Linked DNA regions of Ovis aries: region 2 is linked to region 1. Evidence: chromatin contacts called from public Hi-C data. All regions are on one chromosome and are shown on one strand. Each heading gives the region's core, a stretch centred on a gene start, on an enhancer-like site or on the middle of the called end of the contact. The rest is flanking DNA. Distances are from core to core; before and after follow the strand shown. Region 1 holds the start of RAPGEF1 (Rap guanine nucleotide exchange factor 1). Region 2 holds the start of PRRC2B (proline rich coiled-coil 2B).

Evidence for each region. A called contact is a pair of places that touch in the nucleus more often than the background predicts.
Region 2: a contact with region 1 is called in a Hi-C map of blood, with 4 times the contacts expected there. The contact joins the promoter of PRRC2B here to the promoter of RAPGEF1 in region 1. A contact is called at or near these places in 2 of 16 Hi-C or Micro-C datasets (blood and hypothalamus).

Annotation. Positions count from the first base shown.
Region 1 is chr3:5,083,522-5,089,322 of ARS-UI_Ramb_v3.0, forward strand. RAPGEF1 (Rap guanine nucleotide exchange factor 1) reads left to right here and starts at 3,218. Exons shown (of 23, transcript XM_042248042.2): 1 at 3,218-3,562. The coding sequence starts at 3,502.
Region 2 is chr3:5,382,167-5,387,967 of ARS-UI_Ramb_v3.0, forward strand. PRRC2B (proline rich coiled-coil 2B) reads right to left here and starts at 2,428. Exons shown (of 31, transcript XM_060411653.1): 1 at 2,220-2,428.

The sequences.
Region 1 (5,801 bases), core at 1,968-4,467:
CGGAATTGCTCCCACTAGTCACTCCTCAACTGTTTACCCTACACTTCCTAGCCTTTCCTGAAAACAAAAAAAAAAATCCCTATCCTGAGTGTTCCTCTCACCCCCACTTCTGCCTCCTGACCACCCTGACGCTCCTGCATGGCTCTGCATGGCATGCGTGCCTCCTTCTCTCAAGAAATCTAAGTAATAAATCCTTCTCTCAGTGGCACTGGCCTCTCCATGTCACTCAGTCACCTCCATAACTTAAAATCCCAAGGGTACAGACGAGACAGTCCCTGCCTGTAGGAGCTTACAGTGTCCTGAAGGGGACAGACATTAAACAGATAACGAGAAATTGAATATGGAGGTGTGTGCTATCAAGGAGACATATAGGGAGCTGCAAGGGTCTTAACCCTCTGAGACGCTGAGATGGATGGCCATGGATTTTGCTTCATTAGCATGTGTTCCCAAGACACTGCTTTTTAAAATAATTAAATCGGCTGCACTGGGTCTTACAGGACACGGGATTTTCGATCTTTCTTGTGGCATGTGGGGTCTGTTTTAGTTGCAGCATGTGGGATCTAGTTCCCTGACCAGGGATCAAACCCAGGCCCCCTGCATTGGGAGCATGGAGTTTAGCCACTGGACCCCCAGGGAAGTCCCCCCACTGCCAACCCAGGTACTGTTTGAGCATCACCCTTCCCCGTTCCCAGCTGCTGGTTCTATGGCATCTTCTCCCAAGCTTTCTTGTAATCAGTGCAAATTCTCAAGCCTGGCCAGTTTATGCATCCTTCTCCCCCCAACCCCCACCTGCAAGCCATTGGCTTGGGGGCAGGTGTGTGACTTAAACTAGGCTAAAGAGAGTCAGCTGGTACCCAACACAGCCAGTGGGTAGAGAGAGATCACTTGGAAATAGAGCCAACCTAGAGGAGTGATGGGAGAAGGCGATGGCACCCCACTCCAGTACTCCTGCCTGCAAAATCCCATGGACGGAGGAGCCTGGTGGGCTGCAGTCCATGGGGTCGCTAAGAGTCGGGCACGACTGAGCAGCTTCACTTTCGCTTCTCACTTTCATGCACTGGAGAAGGAAACGGCAACCCACTCCAGTGTTCTTGCCTGGAGAACCCCAGAGGCAGAGGAGCCTGGTGGGCTGCCGTCTATGGGGTCGCAGAGTTGGACATGACTGAAGCGACTCAGCAGCAGCCGCAGAGGAGCGATGTTGCAGGTTCAGAGCCTAGAGGTAGCTGTTGGCTCTGGCTGCATCCTCGGTTTGCTAGTTGCGATGTCCGACAAATTCCTTTTTTGCCCTAACCAAGCTGAGCTGGGTTTCTGACAGTGAAATCAAGCATCTTGACCAGTACAGGGAGCTGCTGCCCCAACTGGGGGCATCTGGGAGGATTTCCTGTAGAAGTGGCAGTTAAATCAAGAAGTGAAAGATGACTAGGGGTCAGCCAGGCGGAGAAGAGGAAGAGGGACTATTCTAGGCAGAAAGAGCGGCAGGAGAGAAAGCCTTAGGGTAGGAAGAACAAAAGCTGTAGTAATGTGTTTGCTTCATCACCTCGCATATGTTCTATTATAAACACCTTTTTAAATGTCGGGGGGCTTCCTTGGTGGCTCAGCTGTAAATCTGTTTTATTCATTTGGCTGCGACGGGTCATAATTGTGGCACACAGAATCCTGGGTCTTTGCTGCAGCGTGTGGGATCTAGCTCCCTGACCAGTTGCAGCATGTGGAATCTTTTAGGTTGAGGCATGCAAACTCTGAGTTGCAACATGTGAGATCTAGTTCCCTGACCAGGAATGGAACCTGGGAGAGCTGCATTGGGAGCACAGAGTCTTAGCCCTGGACCAGCAGGGAAGTCCCTATAAACGCCTTTGATGAATAACCTTTATTAAATAAACTCCATGACCCTTATTTACAGTCATGTCCATTTGTAAAGCACTTTATTGTTTGAAAACCTTTTGTTGTTTGATGTGTCAATTTATTAAATATATTAATATTTGGTTCCATTCTCATGAACCCTGACCAGGCCAGCTATTCAGACTAATTTTCTGCTTTGCACACAGACTTTTGGACCTAAAAGACTGACTCAGAAACCTAGAAGGATTGGGGACAGCTTTGGGAGCATGGGGGAGGGGATCTGGGGCCAAGGGTCAGTTCTGCCTGGTGCTGCAGCTGCCGAGAGAGTAGAGCCGTCCCACCCTGGCTCAGAGCAGCCGTTCATCAGCTGGAAAAGAGAGATGAATGTGTTAATCTTTGGCTTTGCCTTTGACCTCTAGAGAACTGGCACTGATGACTCTGGAAATTTGGCTGCTACCTAAGGCCAGCTCTCAGTTACAGAATCAGCAAGCCTGCCAGAGGGTGCAGGGAGAGGTGAATAAGACTCTTTGCAATGTCTATTATTAATATCATTTCTTCTCTGTGCTCCCCTTCCAGACTCTGTTCCCATCTCCAGATTATTCACTGTACCTGAGGGAAATGGGGGAAAGCTGAATTCATCCTTCTTTGTACTTCTTTCATCTTGGGCTAAGGACAGTGAGCGAGGTGCTGGAGATTTTGTCACATGTGAACACCCTTTGTGTTACTAAAATGTTTTATACTTGCATTATCCGATTTAACTTTGCTTCTCCAAGTTATAAAGTCTTTGGAGGGAATAAGTGATTGTGCACATTTTTGTAGGCCTAATAGGTTCTTTGATTCTTAATCACTTTTACTGAACTAACCACTGGGCTTAGAAAAGGCCCAGCAGAAGTCCAGGCTGGAAGGGACCCTGGTCCACATTTGGGGGTCAAGTGAATAGAGCAGGCAGGAGGTCACTGTGTGCCTATGGACTATGGGCCAGCAGGGGCCTCTGGATGCGGGTGGGGTCAGTCACAGGCCCTGGTGTGGAGACACGAGTTTGGGTGGGAGCCCTGTGTTCCAAGCGAGGGGGGGCAAGTCAGCAGGGCAAGCTGAGCCTGGTTGGGATCAGACTCAAGCCTTGAGCTGGAGAGTCTGATTCTACAGCAGAGGAGGCTGAGTCCCGGGTGGTCCATGCCACCCCTCGCCCTGGCGTCGAGGGTCCGTGCGTGCGGGCAGCGGAGGCCCAGGTGTGGGTTGGTGGCCAGGGGCCGGTCCTTCGCCGTGGCGTGGAGACTCCGGGTCGGCAGGGGGCGCTGCGTCCCGGGCGGGAAGTTCCGGCCGGCTCCGGGTCGGCAGGGGGCGCTGCTTCCTCGGCGGCGCGGAGGCCGCGCCCGGCAGGTGGCGCTCTGGCCGCGGCCGAGGCCGGCGGGCGGGCGGCGGCGCGGCGCTGCGGCCGGCTCGCGGGCCCGGGGAAGCGGCGGCGGCGGCGGCGGGAGCAGAAGAGGCGGAGCGGCGGCGGCGGGCACCCCCGGGCGGGCTGGGGCGCCGCTGGCCGAGCGCACAGGCCGCGGCCCGCGGAGCCCACCATGCCGGCGCGGGCCTGAGGCGCGGCGAGCCAGGGCCGAGGCGAGCGGCGGCCGCGCCGGCCTGTGGCGCCCGCAGCGGCCCGGCCCGGGCCCGATGAGCGGCGGCCTCGGCCTCCGGCGCAGCCCGGAAATGTCCGGCAAGATCGAGAAAGCAGGTGAGGTGCGCGGCCGGGCTCCGGGGGCGAAAGCGCCCCTGGGCCTGCGGGGCGCGTCTCGGGCGGCGGGGCCGGGCCGCGCGGCGCTCCCGGGGCCACAGGCCGGCGCGGCCGGGGCGGGGGCCGGGGGCCCGGAGGCCGGGCCGGGCCGGGGCGCGCCGCTCGGCCCGCGGCGTGAACTTTGAGACAAGGGGCCGGGGACCCGGGCAGGGACCGCGTGTCCCAGTGGCCGGGCGGCGGGCGGCCGTCCTTCAGGCGGTGACGGAGCCGAGCCACAATCTATGTGTCATTTCTGAGGAGCCTCGAGTTTAAATTGAACCAGACGTCTCCACTTCGGAGGCTTCAAAGGCAGCGGGGCAGGATGTGTCCCTGGGCGTTTTCAGGGCGCGGGCGAGCTTTCCTCCGGTTTCAGGCTGAGCCCTTGGAAGCGGGGGCGTACGGGGAGCCGGTTGGGTCTGGGGTTCGGTTAGAAATCTCGTTGCCAGCCTCATCTCTTTGTGTCTTCCTAGAGATCTCAGAGCCTCGCCTTCCGGTTACCTGGGTTTTCCCCGGGCTGGGAAATAGTAATCTCCAAAGACGCAACTCGGGGGCGGTGCACCTGGGGCGCAGGGCTTAATTAAGCCGGCGACACCTTGCAGGACACATCTCTGGGTCCAGGGCTCCCGGAGCGGGGACACCACTGGTCGTCATAACCGGATACCCTGTCATCCCCTTTGCAGCTGAGCTCTGGAAGGTGGGCTCTTCGGGGACTGGAAATAGGGCAGGTTACACTGATTTTGGACGTTGCTGGTTTCCCAGGTTGAACCGGGATACTTTGCTGAGAAGCGCCTCGGAAGTGGACCCAGAAGGCCGTGTAACTTGCAGGCTGTGGCTTGAGTACAGGAAGGACGTTTTCACCGCCTTTCTTGAGGGTTTTCTGTGTATCCGGCTCTGTGCCGAGCACCTTAAACATCGGGCTTATTAAATCCTTACCGGTTGTCTGTAAGAGCAAATGTGGTCCCGCTGTGACAGGCTCAGTGGTTTCTTGCAGGCCGGCGCTGTCCCCCGCCCCCATGCCCGGCTCTGGGAGCCGAGGCCCCAGTGCTTTCCTTCCAGGCAGCGCCCTTGGCCTCAGGTGCTGTTTCTTGGGTGTCCTCATTGTTCTCCAGCCGCAGGGCTGAGTCTGCTGACCATGAGTTCCCTGCCAGCACGCGTGCTGTTTCAGAAGCACCTCTGATTAATCTGTGCAGTGTTTCTTAGGATGCGCCATGCCTCTTGGACAGTGTTGGGGAAAACTTGGCTGCTTTATTTTAAAAAACAGCATCAACAGGGTTTTCTCTCATTATAAGGATAATTGAAAAATTTGAAAGTCATGGAAAAGTCAAAAAGAACGCAATGAAAAGCACCTCCCCTCCTCCCCTGCCCTCCAGCCCCACAGGCTGCTTTCCAGGCTTAGCCATCTCGCAGTGCACTGCTCCCGGGAGAAAGGGGGCCCGAGGCCAGGTCTTCTCTGCACAGATTACCCCTGGGCCTTCCCCTCTGCCAGGAGCTGTAGTAGATGCAGAAGCAAGCGGTGTCTGCCTTCAGAGAAGCTCATCTGAGGGTGGGCGAGCCGGCCCCAGCATTACCCCGGGCCACCAGATGGAAGGCTCTGAAAAGAGGGCGAGGGTGCCCCCCGTGTAGATGGGGGGGTGAGGCTGACCGGGGGTGTGGAAAGCTCCGGAGGAAGGTGCCTGTGGTGGGAGGTGGCCGAACAGGAAATGCTGAGGTTGGCCCCTCACGTGGAGCTGGAGGGAAGTCGGTCCTTCTAACCTCGGGTCCTTTGCTGTGATTCATGCACAGCTGTCGAGGCAGACTGGGACTCTCCAGAGTGAAGGGTACGCCTTCCGGGTGCTTTCTGCTGGTCATCATAGGTGGCCGTCAACTTGCATTTCAGCGAGATTTCCGTTCGGGTTTCTGTTGGCGTTCCTTTTCTAAATGGACTTACCGTGAGGTCACCAGCAGGTGTTCCGTGTAAAGGAGAGGTCCTCAGGTGAAGGGACGCCTCATCTTAGCAGGGGAACAGGCTCTGGTGGATTACAGAGCCTGGCGCCCAGCCAGCGGTCATTGTCAGGTTTTTCTGTTTTCTGTTGACTTGAGCAGGAGAGTTACTTCCGCGTGTTTGTAATCTCGACTCAGAAAATAGGACCAGTGCTCTGATTTCTCGGGACTTAAGGCAGCCGGGGTTTTCTGAGTGTGAGAGAAGCTTGATGCAGCCCAG
Region 2 (5,801 bases), core at 1,178-3,677, 300 kb after region 1:
TATGGTCTCCCACAAACAGCACAAACCTCAGACTTGGCTGAGTAGCCTCTCTCTTTTGGCTTTTCTGGTGCTACAAGGCAAAATAAAAACATCAGCTACGGACAGAATTTGGGGTGGTTCCATCCACCAAAATGACAGGAGCAAAAGATCACGAATTAAAAAGACACCAGAAAACCAGATAACCAACAAAAACATACATACATACATTTTCATCACCCTCCCATGGATGGAAGTGCTTTGCTGCAAATAGTATGTGAGGCTCCCAAGAGCCCCAACAGACACCCAAGGCAAGGTGTAATTATTCCCATTCTACAGATGCAGGAGCTGAGGCTGAGACTTGCGTAAGCTAACCCAATGAGGACCAGAATCCAGGCTCCAAGGGACACATGTGTCCAAGCAAATGTTTATTTGCCATTCCCGACGGAAAGCAGTTACCCTCAAGAGGCAAGACTCCCTGGGCCTCTGCTTGTTGTCCTCAGCCTCCAGCATCTCATGTTTTCTGCTGTGCCTTAAATCCAGTTGCGGGAACAGCCTCAGAAAGGGCAGGCACCCCGATCCCAGGGGATAAACCCACTGCCACACAGCCCAGATCGATGGAGTTCCTGAGTGCTCCAAAGCCTGCTCTTCTCCAGCCTGGTCTCCCCACTGAGCCCCAGTGCTGAAGGAGCAAGAGCCCAGTGATGTTCCGTGCCCTGCAATCCTTCTCCCTGGCCGTGCCTCAGCCCAGCACCTGTAGCATCTGCCTGACCGCTCAGCATGAAGGGTGGCACCACCAGTGGCTCAGCTTCCATCCTGGGACTTGATGGCAGGTGTACAAACAGCCACAGGAGAAACCACCATTAAGCACCAACTATGTGCCAGGCCTTAAGAGGGAGAGGATGCAAGGTCCCTACCTGTGTCAACGAAGGCTCTGGGAATCTGAGCTATTTGACAGAAGCAGGGCTTGCACCTCAAAGTCAGGGCCTCCCCAGGCCCACTTAACACCCCAGCACTGCGCAAACAGGGCTAGATGGCTGCAAGTGGATTCCCAGAAACCATGCTGAGACTTCAAATGGACGGTTACAGGAACCCAACTGGATGATGTACAAAGCCACTTAAAATGCACACAAAACCTTACAGAAAAACAACAATCTCAGGGACAAGTGAACAATCCTGTGAACCAAAGCCTTCTAAAGGTTTCTCTCGGGCAGCCATGTAGCAAATGACACACTCCGGAGAGCTCTCAGCCCCCCACCACCCCCCCTTCCTTCAAGCGACCATTCGGCTGAAAAACACCTCCTCGGCTCGCCTCAAGGTGGGCTTGGACCTCCCACGGTATTTCGAAAGAGGGAGAAAACGGTTTAAAAAAAAAAAAAACCGCCTTCCAATTTTACGAAGGCAAATCCACTCTTCAGAGGCCCGCGATTTCAACAGTGCTGGGTTTTACTTGGGGGGGGGGTGGGGCGGGGAGGAAGAGAGGGAAAAAAAAAACCATCTGGCAGGCCCTGAGCGGGGAGAGATCCAGTTTATTATTGAACATTTTCAGCAACAGAGCATTAAGTGTTTTGAAAATAATGCTCTCGTTCCCGCACTCAAAGCGCGGCCGTCTGGGCGACTGTGAGCCCCCGGCCCCTCGCACCCAGGACGGCAACCCTGATCACCAACTTCGGGGACACCCGGCGAGGGGCGAGGGACTCCGCCCCCCCGGCCCCGAGGGTCGGCCCCGGGCCCCGGCCCTGCATCCCGCGGCCGCTCTCAGGAGGAAGCAAGATGGGGGGCCGGGCGGCAGGAAACCGGCCCAGACTCCTCGGGCCGCCGAGACACCCGCGGCCGCCGGAATCTGGGCCGGAAAGGCGACTCCCCGGGCTCTCCGCAGCCTCGGCCGCCCCGCGGCCCCTCCCTCGGAGGCCCCCCAGCCCCGGGGGCGCCCCGACCCCGCCGCGCGCCCGAGCCTAGGCCGCTCGTCGCCGCCACAACAATGGGGAGAGGGCCGCCCGCCGCACCCCCCGCCCCACGGTCGCCCCCAGCCCGGCCCCGCGGGCCGACGGCGGCGGCGCGGGGCGGGCCGATCCCCCGCGATCGCGGACAAAGGTCGGCCCGGCCCGAGCGCCGCTGTCAGTCAGCAGCCACCGAGAGACAAAAGCCGGCCCGCGCCGCGCCGCCTCCATCTTTTAGCGCCGCGCCCGCCGCCGCCGCCCCGGCCCCGCGCCGCCCCCCGCCGCCCGGCGCCCCGGGCCCACCTGGTCTAGTTCCGCGGGCGCGACTGGGCCTGGCGATGGCGATCGGGCGGCGGTCAGGCGGCGGGATGGCGGCGGATTGCGAGGCGGCGGCGCGGCTGCTCGCTCGCTCGCTCGCTCGCTCCCTCCCTCCCGGGCTCGCTCGTCGCTCGCTCGCTCGCTCGCTGGAGCCTCGGAGCCTGTGTCTCGCCGCTCGCCTCCCTCCAGCGCTCGGCTCCCCGCCCCCCCGCCTGCCGCCGCCCCCGCCTCCGCCCGCCTCCTCCTCACGCCGCCACCGCCGCCGCCGCCTCAGCCCGCAGCCGCGCCTCGGCCCGCGCAGCGCCCCCTGCCGCGCCTCCGGGGACCGGCGGTCGCCTCCCGCCTCCGGGCCCGGAGAGGGGGGGCTGGGGTCCCGGGAGAGGGGGGTCGAGCTCGCGCGAGGGACCCAGGGGAGGGCCTGCAGGGCCTAGGAGACGAAGCCGGGGGTAGGGGGCCTGGGAGAGGGGGAATCTGGGACGGGGGCCCCCTGAAGAGGCCGGGGGAGCCAGGGGGGAGGGGTGCCCGAGGGGCGGGGCTGAGGGAAAGGGAAGGAGGCCCTGAGGCGGGGCTGGGTCGGGAGGCGGGCCGAGCGGGCCGGAAGAGGGGGTGCTGGGCTGGAGGGGGCCAGGGGCGGGCGAGGCCCTGGCGCAGGGCGGCTTGGGAAGCGGGGGGGAAGTCGGGGGGCGCGCGGGGGGCGGGGAGAGCCCGGATCCCCGCCCCCCGCCCCCCCTTCCTGCAGAACTGCGGCGCCCGCCGCCAGACGGGGAGCCCGGTGCTGTTACAACACGTTATTTCACAGAAGCCCGGAAAGGGAGCCGCAGGCATCATGCATTGTTAATTCAAAAGCAAGATTGTCGCCCAGTCTAGATACTTTATTACATTTTCGTAAGACGGACAATAATAAACTCAGCCTCTTGAGTGTGTGTGTGTGAAGGCCAAACAAAAGGTCAGGGAGAAGGCACGCTGCTCCGGAGACCTCTGCGGTCTGAGGGCTCAGGGGGCATTCTCGCCTTTTATTCTGGATACTTGGGCACTTAGGAAAGCAAGCGATTTGAAAGAGCAAAGACAAAGAAATGTATCTGGAGCCGGGAATCCAAATCGTCTCTGGCACTTGTCCATACACACAGTCAGCACCGACGGGGAGCGGCCAGCCGCGGGGGAGTGATTGGTTTCCTTTCATCCCAGCTGTTGAGCGGATATTGATTGTTCCAATTCACAGGTGAGACACGGAGACTCTGAGAGGTGAAGGAACTTGCCCAAGGCCACACAGCCAGACTTGGGAGGAAAGTTAACCCGCTTCAACTTAACTCGGATCAGGGTGAAGTTTATGCTTAGCACTGAGCACCGCAGTGCCTGACACATAGTAGGCGCTCAGTGAATATTGGTTGGTTTGTAGAATGGCGATGAATGAGTGTCCGGCCCTTGACTGTCTTGGCTGGAAGGTAAGGGACTCTGGAACTCTTTAAGAATCAGGAGGTTATCTCTTTTATTATCTGGAGAGAGAGGACCAAAAAAAAAAAAAGATTAAAAGTTTGGAGGGTTTTGAGTGCTCTGGAAAACAGGTGAGGAAATACTACAGATGGCAGGCAGGGAGAAAGTCAAATGGACAAGAGAAAGGAGAGTGACGCCCTCTGGGGACAGCAAAGGCTGCTAAGTCCCTGGGAGTTGAAATGGCGTGCTTCACGAGCACCAGGAAACCCGGCTTTTGTCCCAGTCTCAGGAAATCATTTTCATCCTGCACTTCTCTGGGGTGACAACAGCCACAATGCTAGGTACTGTTTATTGAGCACTTTTCCGGGCTGGGCAGGCTGGTAAGCATTTTAGAAGAGATAACTCAATACATGGGAAACAGTTATTATTGTTCCCACTTGATGGATAAGGAAATTGAGGTCATGGGTGGTGGAGCAAGGATTTGACCCCAGCTGTGCTGGTCTGTGGGGAAAACAAGGCGAAGATGCTGGAGCAGGGAGAGGGGCTGTTATCCTTGGACTAACACTGTCAGTTAGGGCTGGTACCTGGGGTTTCTCCAGGACCCTGAAAGTGTCCATCAAGCTCTCCCAGAACTGAAGACCTAGAGAGGACAGAGGTAGGAAGGAGAAAGGGATCAGAGTATGAGGGCTGGACCAGGGCTGGTCTTTGGGGTCATTTATCCCCAGGAGACCACGGGCAATGTAGAGGGGAACAATCAATGAGCCAGTTTCATTTCGTTCAAGTCACTAAGAGGGCGACAGAGGATGAGATGGTTGGATGACATCACCGATTCAGTGGACATGAACTTGGGCAAACTCCAGGAGATGGTGAGGGACAGGCAAGCCTGTGTGCTGCAGTCCATGGGGTCGAGAAGAGTCAGACATGACTTGGCAACTGAACAACAACTATAAACAGCAGTAGTCAGAGCTGGAACATTGAAAGGAAGTGCGAACTGAGTGGCCCAAGCAAGGCAAAGCTGGGGAGAGCTGGCATGAAGCAATGGACAAGAGAGAGTTCAGTTTTTTGTTTTTTTGTCATTCAGTAGCTAAGTTGTGTCCTACTCTTTGCAACCCCACGGATTGCAGCATGCCATGCTTCCCTGTCCTTCACTATCTCCCAGAGTTTGCTCAAAGTCATGTCTATTGAGTCAGTAATGCCCTCCAACCATCTCATCCTCTGTCACCCGCTTCTCCTCTTGCCCATAGTCTTTCCCAGCATCAGAATCTTTTCCAATGAGTTAGCTGTTTGCATCAGGTGCCAAAGTATTAGAGCTTCAGCATCAGTCCTTCCAATGAACATTCAAGGTTGATTTCCTTTAAGATTGACTGGTTTGATCTCCTTGCTGTCCAAGGGACTTTCAAGAGTCTTCAGCTCCACAGTTCAAAAACATCAATTCTTTGGCACTCAGCCTTCTTTGTGGTCCAACTCTCACATCCATACATGACTAGTGGAAAAACCATAGCTTGTTCAGCTTAGGGTTTTTTCTTCTTCTTCTTTTAAATATTCAGAAACTATGCTTATGAGTGGAGAAATCTCTTCGAACCCCCAAAGTGAGTCAGAGGGAGGATTCCATCTATTTCTCACAGCAAATTGCAGATTTTATGAATCCATAATTTTATTTGTCCCAAAATGTGTTCACTGTTTTTGGTTACATTGAAATTTAATATTTTTGTATAACACATGCATATATTTCTTCATTCATGATTTTCTTTTCTAAAACCACATAATGGATAGATTTTTATTTCCTTTGCATTAATTTCACATGGAACATGGAAAGCCCATCATTGGTCATATTCAGGTCTTTTTTTTTCTTCTTAGCCCTTTGGAAAGTTGCCTCCCTTTGTGCTCCCTCTTCTTCCTCTCTCTCTCTCCTTTTTTCCCCTCTACTTTCTTCTTCTTTAACCCCAGTGGCACACTCCAACCTTCCCTCTATCACAGTCCCAGTCTTCCTGGTGGTCCTCATCTTTGTGCATATCTGTGGCCCCTACAAGACTAGGAGCTCCTCCAGACAGACTCAGTGAATTCTTCATCTTTTTAATTCCCCTAGCCCACAATCTGTATCACATCGTAGGTGCTTAATGAGAGATGATTGCATGA